2 separate regions of the Danio rerio genome follow, and region 1 is linked to region 2. A link is a contact called in public Hi-C data. All regions are on one chromosome and are shown on one strand. Each heading gives the region's core, a stretch centred on a gene start, on an enhancer-like site or on the middle of the called end of the contact. The rest is flanking DNA. Distances are from core to core; before and after follow the strand shown. Region 1 overlaps LOC137489184 (a long non-coding RNA gene). Region 2 has its middle 15 kb from the start of perm1a.

Region 1 (6,263 bases), core at 1,590-4,089, 46 kb after region 2:
TTAACTGGGACATTTGGCCTCCACAAAGTTAGGAATACAAGGTACACACTCAGGCATAGTGATGAATGCTTTTCAAGTTCACACGTACCTTTATTATTTTTGATATATGGTATCAGTGTTTCTGTTGCATGTTCTGAGTCTGTTGCAGTTTTTTCCAACTGCTTATACATTTTCAAAACAGTGTCACCTAGGTAGTGCTGTCGCCTCACAGCAAGAAAGTCGCTGGGTCGCTGGTTCGAACCTCGGCTCAGTTGGTGTTTCTGTGTGGAGTTTGCATGTTCTCCCTGCCTTCGCGTGGGTTTCCTCCCAGTGCAACGGTTTCCCCCACAGTCCAAAGACATGTGAATTGGGTAGGCTAAATTGTCCGTAGTGTATGAGTGTGTGTGTGAATGTGTATGTGGATGTTTACCAGAGATGGGTTGCTGCTGGAAGGGCATCCGCTGCGTAAAAACTTGCTGGATAAGTTGGCGGTTCATTCCGCTGTGGCGACCCCGGATTAATAAAGGGACTAAGCCGACAAGAAAATGAATAAATGAATGAATGAAACAGTGTCACCTTTTTTCAAAACTGTACACACAATTCTCAAAATGCCTCAAATTGTAACACTGCATTCAAAATGCCATAAACACATATCAGAATGAAGCATTTGCATCAAATGGCAAACACGTCTTTCATAATAGAAAATGTTTGGATATACCATCCAAACACTGTTGTTCTAAATCTAAAGCTCTTCATTCTCTCATAGGCTTATATCTACACTTCAATATAACGTTCTACAGTTAAAATAGTGAGAGGAGTAACAGGTACACTGTAAACACCAATGACATGAAGAAACAAAAAATATTTATTAGGCCAAATATTACAGTAGCATACAACAAAACCATAAACATACTGTATGTAAAAGTAGATGTAAAGCATATGTAAAGCAAAAGTATATTCTTCAGAATGCAACAAATACAGGGTGTAAAGTCTAGGGGGGAAAGTGTCCTTTGCCTAGAGAAGCGTCATGTGGGCGTAAAGTTGGCCATCATATACTTTACAGGACCCGGCTGAGAAAAATTCCTCTATTTTTTCTAGAAGAATTTAGAATTTAGGATTTAGAAAAGGTGAATATGCAGTGTAGGCACAAATATGGCTTCTATGTAAATAGTTAAATATTTTCTATGTAAGCAGTAATTACACTGTAATTCAAAACTGTAATCAATTTCTGTTATTTTGTCTATTACAGTTAGTTGTAAGACATTGCAACCCCTACAAAACAATGTTTTTTGTTAAATATGACAGTATATAACAAAAAAACAAGATGCTACACTGTAAAAAATGACAAAACTTCTTGAGAACTGTTTTTATGCTACTTTAATTTATTTTAATAGGTTAATCAGGTTTAATGTAATTTTTTTCTCAGTTTGACTAAAGTAAGTTCAGATGACTTGAAGAGTTAATTTGATTCGACAAAAAAATAGGCTAATTTTACTAAAAACCAAAAGGGACTGAAAAGTCTGTTGCATCGAGTCATATATTGATGAACTGGTTGACAACTAATGGTGGACAACAAAGTATTGTAGTTGATTGTAATCTATCACATACTGACCTTTCTATCAAGCTTATTTGACATAACCCAGATATTTTTTTTTGACAAAGTTCATGTAATATTGTATTAACGTTTTCTAAACTAGCAAAGAAAATGATATTATGAGGAATTTTGAAGGTGTCTAAATAATTAATCACAATACCTTCCATCACCTATGGGTGGCAGTATTGGATCTGCAGCAGTGATTGTGTGAAACCAATATTCTTGCACAGCATGAATGAAGCTCTAACCATTTTAACTGTGATGAACATCTATCTATCTATCTATCTATCAGTCTATCTATCAGTCTATCTATCAGTCTATCTATCAGTCTATCTATCAATCTATCTATCTATCTATCTATCTATCTATCTATCTATCTATCTATCTATCTATCTATCTATCTATCTATCTATCTATCTATCTATCTATCTGTCTGTCTGTCTGTCTGTCTGTCTGTCTGTCTGTCTGTCTGTCTGTCTGTCTGTCTAAGATATTTGATATCTGTTTAATAATTCAATATAATATAATCAATATTGTCAATATTTACAGTATTAATTAAAAGTCAATTACATTACACAATCTATATTTAACATATTTATATTATTTAATAATTGTAAAACATTATAATATTTTATTAAATGTAATATAGACGCATATTACATCCACACTTAAAAACTCATATACATCAGCATAATAAACTATATAAAAGTATCATCATTCAATCATCTCAACTTACATCAAACTAACTAAAAATAATAAGTTAAAAAATTACTTTATAAGAAAGAAAGAAAGAACCCTGACTTAATCTGCTATTTACAAATAAATCTACTTGAGAAATGCTGAAAATGCCACAATATTATCAGTGCATATGCCACAGGTGCACTCCAACCGGCATCTACAGGGTTAACAACAATGAAACTATTCAGATTGGAATAAAGGAAGGAGGAAAAGTTCCCACACTTTGCCTCTATTTTGTTTCTCTCTTTCTTTTCTTTCTATTCTGAATAGTGCCAAGATAGGCTGATGTAAAGCCCAATGCCATGAATGAATGAAATAAGGGGAAGAAAAAAAAAAAAAAAAAACGGAGTAAATTGAACACACTTGACTTCAGTAACTCACCTGTTAGTAAAAGGTTTTGTTTTGTATTCATGAGTCTGCAGGCCCCTCCCTTAACTTGTGTGAGTTTCCCAGGTAAGGCTGTGTAAAGCGGCTGCTGTCACAGCACAGACAGAGGAGGAGAGCGACAGAAAGAGAAAGAAGGAGGAGAGTTCCCACCACCTTCATTCCCCGTTCTCACAGCAGCCCATTGGCCAGATCTTGCCTCATCGCTGTAACCTGAGCTGCCCAGAAATAAGGCAGGTGTCTAAAGACGCACACGTATAGACTCCGAGGTAAATAGGGCAAAAACATTTTATATATACATACATATATATATATATATATATATATATATATATATATATATATATATATATATATATATATATATATAAGAATTGAAAAAATTTTTCTTGTTTTAAACATCTAAATATGCAAATGAGAAATTATTTAAATGACAGTTTTCATTTATTCACCATTAACGTAAACCTATGAGTTTCTTTCTTCTTTTGAACACCAATGAAGATGTTTTGAAAAATGCTGGTAGCTGGCACCCATTCGCTTCCATAATATATTTTCCCTACCAATTTGTCACAGCAACCAGCATTGGTCAAAATTTCTTCTTTTGTGTTCAATAGAAGAAAGAAACTCATATAGGTTTAAAACCAAATCAGGGAGAGTACACGGTGAGGTCATTTTCATTTTTTTCATTTAATTACATACAGGCATGTGATATTTTGCATATTTTTCTACATATTTTAGTTAAAGGTTTTATGAGAGGTGACTGAGGCATCTTTTTTAAAACGTCAGGAAAAAAAAAAACAATTGTTTGCACTTTTTGTACAGCAGTTTGTTGTATAAAATCATGCAAAATGAATGAAATGTATGAAAATTCTAAATCTAAATATCAATATAAATAAAACTAAAGTTTAGTGCATTTAAGCTGAATTAGAGATTTATCAGTGAAAGGGAGAAATTGTATTAAAATTAAAATATAAAGAGATTTTTAGAAGGTGAAATTTTTAACAGCAATATCTAAATCCGGAATATTCATTGCATCTGGAAACAGATGAAACAACATTTTTGGATAAAGCCAATATCTCTTTTAATTACTATTGCTAAGAATCCATCATTTATTTTATCAACAATATGGGACTTTTACGCAATGGAAGGAAATGGGTGCACATACTTTAGGGGACCTTTTCGCTAATGGAAATCTAGCTTTATTTAATCAATTAAAACAGACATTTAAATTTAGATGTTTACTTATTAGGATACTACTTACATGCCCATACATCTTGATTGGATAGTACAACCCTTCAATCATTGACAAATGCCTTGACTGGTGTAAAGGTAGTAAAAAAGCATTATTAATAATTCATGAACAACTACAATCCGTTACTTCCCTCTCCACAAAATGTCTTAAAGAAGTGTGGGAGAAAGAATTGGGAGTGGAAATTTCAGAATAAATCAGGTTTAAAGGATATTAATAAACCAACCAACACTAATAAACAACAAACATAAATCATCAGATGCGGATCTATCTCACAGTTTTATTTTTTTGTTCTAAGATACAGAATTATTGGAATGGAATTTTTGAAGAGTTTTCAGAGGTGTTGAAGTTGCAATTACAACCGGATCCAATGCTTTTAATTCTCTGAACAAACACATTTGTGTCAAATAAACAAAAGAAATTGCTCTCATATTGTTATACTGCCAAAATGCTACTGCGACTGTTTTGAAAAAAGGAATCCCCTACATGTAAACTGTTGCTTGGAAGAAATTCCTCTATGTTACATTTGGAGCAGATTAGATACTATTTGAAAAGAAAACTAAAAAAATTTGTCAAAATTTTGAGTCCTTTTATCTGCTACCTTAAAAAAACCTTGTGGATTAATGCATCTCTTTTGTAATGTATTAATATGCTTCATCATCATGCTCTGTAGTTCAAACAGGCCTTTTTATTTCAATCTTTTTTATTGGTCTTTTTTATGACAATACAAATTAAATATTGAGAGGTAAACAGTAACGTATTGTCCATTATTAATCCCATCCCTTAACCTCTCATTCATTAACTCAACGAAACAATAAATAAATAAATAAATAAATAAATAAATAAATAAATAAATAAATAAATACCAAATTTAGAATATTAAATACATAGGAACATGACATCAGAATAACTGGATACAGATGGGAAAAATACAAATTATTCAAATTAATTAATTGGGTGTTTTTACTTTAAAAGTATGGCACGTCTGGATAAAATTGTGGTAAAGGCAAAAACCTTGCTGTCACATACTGTCAAATCAGGTCCAAGGGATACACCAAAGAGGGCTAGCAAAGGATCAGGTTGTACATTTAAGGGCTTTATTGAATGTATTAAAATTACCTGACCAGCAGTGGACATGTCCATAACACATGTAGATGGTCAGCAGGGGAATATTTCCAAGGATTACAAGAGCTCCTATCTAGAAAGAAATTAGCCAACTGAGCATTGGTTAAGTGAGCTCTAAATAATATTTTATACAGCATCAAACCATGTCTAGCACATAATGAAGAGGAATGCACCTGGGCTAAAATGTTATCCCATAGATCCTCCCATATCATTTATTAAATGATAAATATCTGAAATCAAATGTTTATGAGTGTCATTCAAATCAAGGAAATGATTTATATGCATTTCAGCGGGGCGGTTGGGTAAATAAGGGAACTGCTTCTGTATGAAATGTCTGATTTGGAAGAAGCAGAATCAAACAGGTCTTTTAAAACAAGTTGATTATGTGGGTGGGTTTTTTATTTATTATGATTTTGATATTGTTTATCCTATTTTTTTCCTTTTTATTTTCCTTTCTTTCTTTCTTTCTTTCTTTCTTTCTTTCTTTCTTTCTTTCTTTCTTTCTTTCTTTCTTTCTTTCTTTCTTTCTTTCTTTCAAATATTTGCCTGCATACAGTGTCTCCCTTTAAAGGTTCATATTGTTTCTTCTGTCACTCAAAAAAAAAAAAAAAAACAAGCAAAAAAAAAAACAAAAAAAAAAAACAACACTGCGTGACCCGGTAAACAATGCAGCTAAGCCCAGTAGTGCAATTACTTTGTTAGTATCACAAGAGTCTTTCATACAGTCAGTTGGTCTCTCATCTATTGGAATTCGTAATTGAAACGGCTTTTATAATTGTGAAATGTCAGTGAAGCTGGCAGCGTCACATTCATCCTGCCTCGAGCCATCAGACACCACGGGCTTCCTGCTTTGGGTTTCGACTAGACATGTTTCTCATACTTCACCAAAAGTTGCAGGTATGGAATTGCAGCCTCATATAACTGGATGATATGAAGTAGTAGACAAATATTTAACCGCCTCTGTTAAGACTCATTTGAACTGCAGTACTATTGACTATGGCTATCTTTTGCAAGTTATAGACTTTGATCTGAAGTGGTGACCAGATGACGCCCTCAGATGTGTTAAAACTGACATATGGTTGTGTGAAATTGGAGTGTGGGGAAAAGTGACATGATCTATCTATCTTTCTGTCTTTCTGCCTGTCTGGTCTGTCTGTCGGCCTGCCTGCCTGCCTGCCTGCCTGCCTGCCTGTC
Region 2 (6,574 bases), core at 2,553-5,052:
TCTAGGAGTCTGCACCAGCTGAGCAACTGCCATAGAAATAACCTTATAATGTTAAAGCATATAAGGTCTTTTTTATTGCTGCTGCTGCTGCTGCTGTTGCTTTTTAATTGAATGCCACTTTAATAACCACAATTATTAATTGGTGAATAATGAACAATATCAACTGAATTTAAACACACAAATTAAATTTATTTATCTTTAATAATGTTTAATTTGTTTAATTTTAGCCCATATAAATAGTTTCTAACCACTTAGTCTTAAAAAATCAGTGCAGGTCTTTATATAGTCCTGTTTTTGATTTTTATTTGCAGTAAAATAATGGTTATTTTTTGAAATGCAATTGTAGACAATATCTTAAAATTATTTGTGTGCGAACTTATAACCAATGAGGTCAATCTTCGGCTGAAATGCGAGGCAAGTTCCCTCACGTGCGCTAACACGTCATTCTCAGTTAGTTGACCTACTAACGTGAGTGCACATGTGGACAGATTCTGTCAACGTAGGTACTGTATTGTGAGAATGTGTCCCACTTTGTCGTGTCGTTATCTCTACCTGCGGGCCGGAGGCACTAGAGAGCATTTACTGACCGCAGACAAAGAGGGAATTTGACGGGCCGGTGCTCGGAGCTCATCCATGCACGCGGGAGCAGATGACAACAAATGCGCATTGTGTCGTGAAAGCACCTGAGCGCTGCGATAGATAGCGGTCACCGGACACTGTGAAGACTTCATCAGCTCAGCCGTGCCTTTCTTAATCCCATTATTTACACAAGGTTGAATGCTCTTTAAAGAGGATAAGAGGAACTGTTCATTACAGCTTCTGTGGGTTCAGTTATAGGCTTAGGTGTTGATTGATTATAGATTTTCGACACAAGTGTCGGGTTGCGACATATATAGCCTTCTTAGTTGAAGACAGAATTATTACCCCCGTTTTATTTCACCCAAATTTCTTTTTAACGGAGGGAAAAAATTGTCCAACACATTTCTAAACAAAATAGTTTTATTAACTCATTTCTAATAAACTGATTTATTTTTGCCATGATGACAGTAAATGTCTGACTAGATTTTTTTTTCAAGACACTTCTAGCTTAAAGTGACAAGCTTAATTAGGTAGGTTAACTAAGCATGTTATGGTAATTGGGCAAGTTATTGTATAACGATGGTTTGTTCTGTAGACTAGCGAATAAAAATATAGCTTAAAGGGGCTAATAATTTTGACCTTAAAATGGCTTTCAAAAAATTAAAAACAGCTTTTATTCTAGCCTAAATAAAACAAATAAGACTTTCTCCGGAAGAAAAAATATTATCAGACATACTGTAAAAATGTCCTTGCTCTGTTAAACATCATTTGGGAAATATTTTAAAAAGAAAATAAAATTCATAGGGGGGCTAATAATTCTGACTTCAGCTATGTATATATATTTGAAATAAAAATATATAGGCTATTGCAATTAATAGTATAAGTAACTTACTGTTGTTACTTGTCATGTTATGGCATTAAAACGACAATAAGCATAAAAAATAGTTTTTGAAAGTATTGAAATAATTAAATAATAAATACTAAAATTAAATCTTTTAAAACTTTAGAGTTTTTGAAGCGGTGATCTCTGGCTTGTTTCATTGTGGGCCACAAGGTGGCAGAAGAGAATAAATTAAGAAGACTGAAAAAGGAATTCTCATCTCATGTTCACCAAACACACTTTAGTTCACTTTTATGTCAATATTCAGCTTTATTTGTCATATGTAAAGATACCATCTTATACGTTAAACATATAAGTATACTTTTTCTTATAAAATGTTCCTTATGGATCAATAAGTTACTTTTGGCTTTAGGAACTGAATGGAATGCTGTCTTTATTTCAGTGTAGAAATGTTTTTTTTTTTTTTTTTATCACTTGTCAGAAGTCCTAAATCACATGAAGTTCCTTTTATGGACACTACTGTTTTGAAAAGAAGTCCCTTCTGCTCAGCAAGGCTGCAATAAAATATTGAATGAAATAATGTAAATAAAAAAGAAAGAAATATAATAACTTTTTATTATTTAAAATCTAATCACAATTATTCAAATAGAAAGCATCTAGTCTTCGCTGACCTTTCAGAAATTATTAAAATGCTCATTTAGTGCTTTTTGAATTATTATTACATTTTATTATTATCATTAATATTCAAAACAGCTATGCTACTTTATTTAATTATTGATTTATTTATTGCAGAATGCACTGTATATTACAATTAAAAACCTTTAAGTAAATCGTTTAAACCCTAAACGACACCTTAAATTTATTGAAATCGACTTAAAGTCAGTAAACACAAAATGTAAACTCTGTTCCTCCAACTCTGGTCTTTTAACAGTCCCCTCTACTCGTCTGCACTCTATACCTTTTCTTTTCCTTGGCTCCGAGGCTCTGCAACTCTCTCCCCTATGACATTAGACACGCTGAATCTTTTAGATTGTTTAAATCATCATTGAAAACACAAAACTTTACACTCGCCTATGCACTTTTACCAGTTTATTATCTGTTTCTAGATTTTTAATGTTTTATCTAATTTGAATGTTTCTATTGTACTGCTACTCTAAGCAGTTCTTATATCTGTATCTTTTTTGTGTAAAGCACTTTGAGAACTAAGTTTTAAAAGTGCTATATAAAAGTACATTATTATTATTTTCTTTTCAGTTATTTCTTAAAAAAAACATTTATTTGTGATTATTTTCTAAAGCTTTAACAAAACATTTAGGACAATCAAGGTTGTAATTTTTTCCCTTTTATTGAACCTTAATAAATTAACAAACTTTTATATTGAAAATACAATTTTGACAGGAATGGTTAAAAATACAGCAAAATGGAAAATAATAATAATAAATACAAAGAATACAATTATAATAATATTTGAAAAATAAAAAAATAAACGTTACAGTATTCTTATTATTTAAAAAAATATATTTTTCCAATAAATGTTGTCAGTTTGATCTTCCTATAAATAATTTTCACAACATAAAGCAGACAATATAGTTTTCAGTATTGATGACAATAATAATAACCTGATCAAAATAAAACAGCCGTGCATGTTCCTCAGCAAATGATAATATTGGTATGATTTCTGAAAGATCATGTGACTCCAGAGACAGAAGTTAAGCTAAAAATGCAGCTTTTGTTTCATATTTTTTGACCTCACAGTACTACAAATGTCAAAATTATTCTGTATTAGTCTGAGATAAGCTTTTTTTACCTGTTTATATTTATTAATTCATTCAATAATTCATTTTCAGCTTAGTCCCTTTATTGGGGTTCCCTCAGCCATATGAACCACCAACTTATCCAGCACATTTTATGCAGCGGATGCCCTTCCAGCTGCAACCCATCTCAGGGAAACATCCATACACACCGACTCCCACACATATAACACGGCCAGTTTAGCTAAAGCAATTAATCTACAGCACATGTATTTGGACTGTGGGGGAAACTGGAGCACCTAGAGGAAACCCACGCGAACACTTGGAAAACACGCAAACTACACACAGAACTGCCAACTGACCAAGCAGAGGCTCGAACCAGCAATCTTCTTGCTGTAAAGCGATTGTGCTACCTACTGCACCACCGTGTCGATCCTATTTTAATTGATATTATTATTTATTATTTGCACAAAAGCTCTGTCTTTACGTTAAGATCTGAAACAGAAGAGATGAATGCAATCAGTGTTGTGTGACTCATGTGTGTCTGGCTGAGGTCCACATGAGCAGGATCTCAGTCAGCGGAGGACAGGCTGTGTTCTCCTCTTCCAGGCCTGAGGGGGAGGCTTGAGGGAAGGGTCTCAGACCACAGCCTTCCTCTTCATGATGAGTCACTTCTGAAGCATTAAAGGTCACCCAGGCAGGAATAGGATGAGTGTTATTTTTAGGTTAATAACACACCTCCATTGTCCTATCCAGTTGCAGAGATTTGGTATGACTGTGTAATAGAATCCCTCTTATCCGTTAAAGGGCTGAGCTTTTACTATAAATGATGCTTTTTGGATAAAGTTCGTAAATATTTGTAGGATAAGAGTATTGAGCTTAGTGAACTATCATCTCTGTTTTTTCTTCTTCTTTCTGTTAGCCACTGAACTCATACATCAGTTGAGCTTGCCATCAGCTTGCTATCAGCTTATCAGCTTTTCAGACAGACATGTGGCCTCCATATGTCACAAGATGTGAGGAATCGTGCTAATTAGTACAGTTAACAACACACTGGAATATGTGTTATTGTGCAATTGCTTCCTTAAGCGTGGTTTTCTAATTGATTTAACCCTTGAGTTATGGTTAAAAATGTATTCTTGTTTTACTCCAATTAAAATTTGGTGAAGTTTGATAATATTTAGAGATAAAATAAAATCACCTAATGAAAGGAGAAAACTTAGTTATTATAATAAAGGAGTTTTTACAGGCTGTTGATACATTTCCAGATTTTCCACAGTCATCAACAGTGTTGGGGAAAGTTACTTTAGAAAGTAATGCATTACAATATTGAGTTACTCCCCCCAAAATAACTAGTTGCTTTACTTAGTTACTTTTTATGGTAAGTAATGTGTTACGTTACTTTTGAGCATAGGGGTCATCTGGTGACACTTTTTGCGAAGAATTTAGTAGAAACATTATTTTGGAAGTATCATAACTAGAAACTTAATTTATCAAATAAGAAACTATACAGTTTTAACTTTTATTTAAAGCTCACAATGCAAATTCTATTAGATCCACTTATTTGGTAAACAAAGCAAGTCTCTCATATTATACATCTACTTAAAGACAGAGAATGTGACTTTACATACTGTATTGTAAATAAATCAAACGAACACTTTCATATAGTCAACAATATTACTGAAACTATTTAAAAGACTGAATAAATATAAATGTACACACATTTACACAACTAAATAAATACTCAATGATAGCCTAAAAATTTGCAGATTTCTGTGTGTGCAGATTTCGTGTGGTCCTATTTTGAGTAACGCTTTCTGACCTGGCTGAGTCTTGATCTCTCTCAAAACTTGCAGGGTTTTAGGTTTTTTCTTTTCTTATTTTTTATTTAAATAGAGGAGTTTTACAATTAAAAACACACATAATATACATTGTTTACCTTAAAAAAACACATAAAAAATGTATGTGGGGTAATGTTGTCTTCGAAGAACTTCCTGACACTATTCATGCTGTATATACAGATTAATGAAAGTTTAAAGCAATAGATTTGCTACTTTCATACTTTATGTCTTATTAAAAAGTGAAATCACTGTCCATTCAGAAATTTTCCTTTTCCTCCATGTGTTCAAAATAATGAGAATATTTCCATCGCAGATATGTAAGTCTCTGTCATCTTCGTTTCTGTCTGTTCTTGCATGCATTCTCTCATTGTGTGCGGGCTTCAACATGACTGTGTTCATTTTAATTCAGCAATTTAGTTTTTAAAAGCAAATTAATTCAACTAAATAGTAACTCACATTACATTTTTAAAAAAGTAACTCAAACATTATTACGTCATTTTTAAAACTAATGCGTTACTTTACACGTTATTCAGAAAAGTACTATTATTACGTAACTTGAGTTACTTGTAATGTGTTCCCCTCAACATTGGTTATCAACAACTCAAATAGTATATTCATATCTTATTAGGGAAAAAAATTGCTTGGGGGCTAATAATATTGACCTTAGCAGTTTATACAGATTTAAAGATATTTCTTTTAGATTTCAATTAGTTTAATTGTGTTTAGTATGAGCTGGTATTTAGTTTTAGTATTAAACTAAATTTAGGAATATAATAGTAAATACTGTGGAACATATAATTTATATATTATGTATTTATCACACAATGTTGAGAAAAAAAAATTGTGATTCATGTCTCTGAAGTTAGATGAAGTTTATTTATAAACTAATTTCAAGAGGATCACGGGCTTATGATTGCCAGCCCCAATTCAAGCTAATGTACGAACCACCAATCAGACAATTCCTAACTCAGTATAAATAATCAAAGCATCTTATCTTTTGCCATCTTCGTCTTGAAAAATCCCCCCTTCCACCCCTCTCCTCCTCTTTTTCCTCTATAAGGGGTTTTTCCTGGGTCCTCCGGTTTCCTCCCACAGTCCAAAACATGAGATATAAGTTAATTGACTAAACCAAATCAGAACCATATTCAAATTACACCAGCACCACACACTCATAGCAACCCTTAAGCAGCAGAAGGGGTGTGGGGTGGGATATACCTGAGCTCAAACTCCACTCTAACCCTGCAAATGGGAGGGAGCCCCTGGCTCGAGGATCTCATGAGCTCAGGGCTCTCTCCCTGGACAGCATGCCAAACTAGCTTATAACCAATCATCAGGTAAGTGTGAACTGTTGAAAGTGGGTTTAAATTTAAACATACATAAAAATGTAAACTAAATAGCCAAGTTAGGTCAATAGTAATCTAAAAGTAATCCAAAAGTAGTCTACAAATACTAATTATTTGTTTATATACTGTTTTTGTTATCACTACCTCTATACTACAGTTAAAATCAGAATTATTACCCCCCCCCCCCCTTTGATTTTTTTTTTCTTTTTAAATTTTTTT

Evidence for each region. Hi-C and Micro-C count contacts between places; a contact is called where the count stands out from the background.
Region 1: a contact with region 2 is called in a Hi-C map of an unstated tissue, with 5 times the contacts expected there. The contact joins two enhancer-like sites. A contact is called at or near these places in 2 of 18 Hi-C or Micro-C datasets (caudal fin and an unstated tissue) and 1 of 4 datasets of contacts at active chromatin or transcription factors (caudal fin).

Annotation. Positions count from the first base shown.
Region 1 is chr23:26,258,857-26,265,119 of GRCz12tu, forward strand. All of the region lies in intron 5 of LOC137489184 (a long non-coding RNA gene), which reads right to left. Among named protein-coding and RNA genes, the nearest start is that of perm1a, 62 kb to the left of the region's middle. Within about 2 kb of position 2,840, at least 20 of the 62 cell types and tissues checked have an H3K27ac peak or open chromatin away from gene starts, as enhancers often do.
Region 2 is chr23:26,211,684-26,218,257 of GRCz12tu, forward strand. No RefSeq gene overlaps it. Among named protein-coding and RNA genes, the nearest start is that of perm1a, 15 kb to the left of the region's middle. Within about 2 kb of position 3,803, at least 17 of the 62 cell types and tissues checked have an H3K27ac peak or open chromatin away from gene starts, as enhancers often do.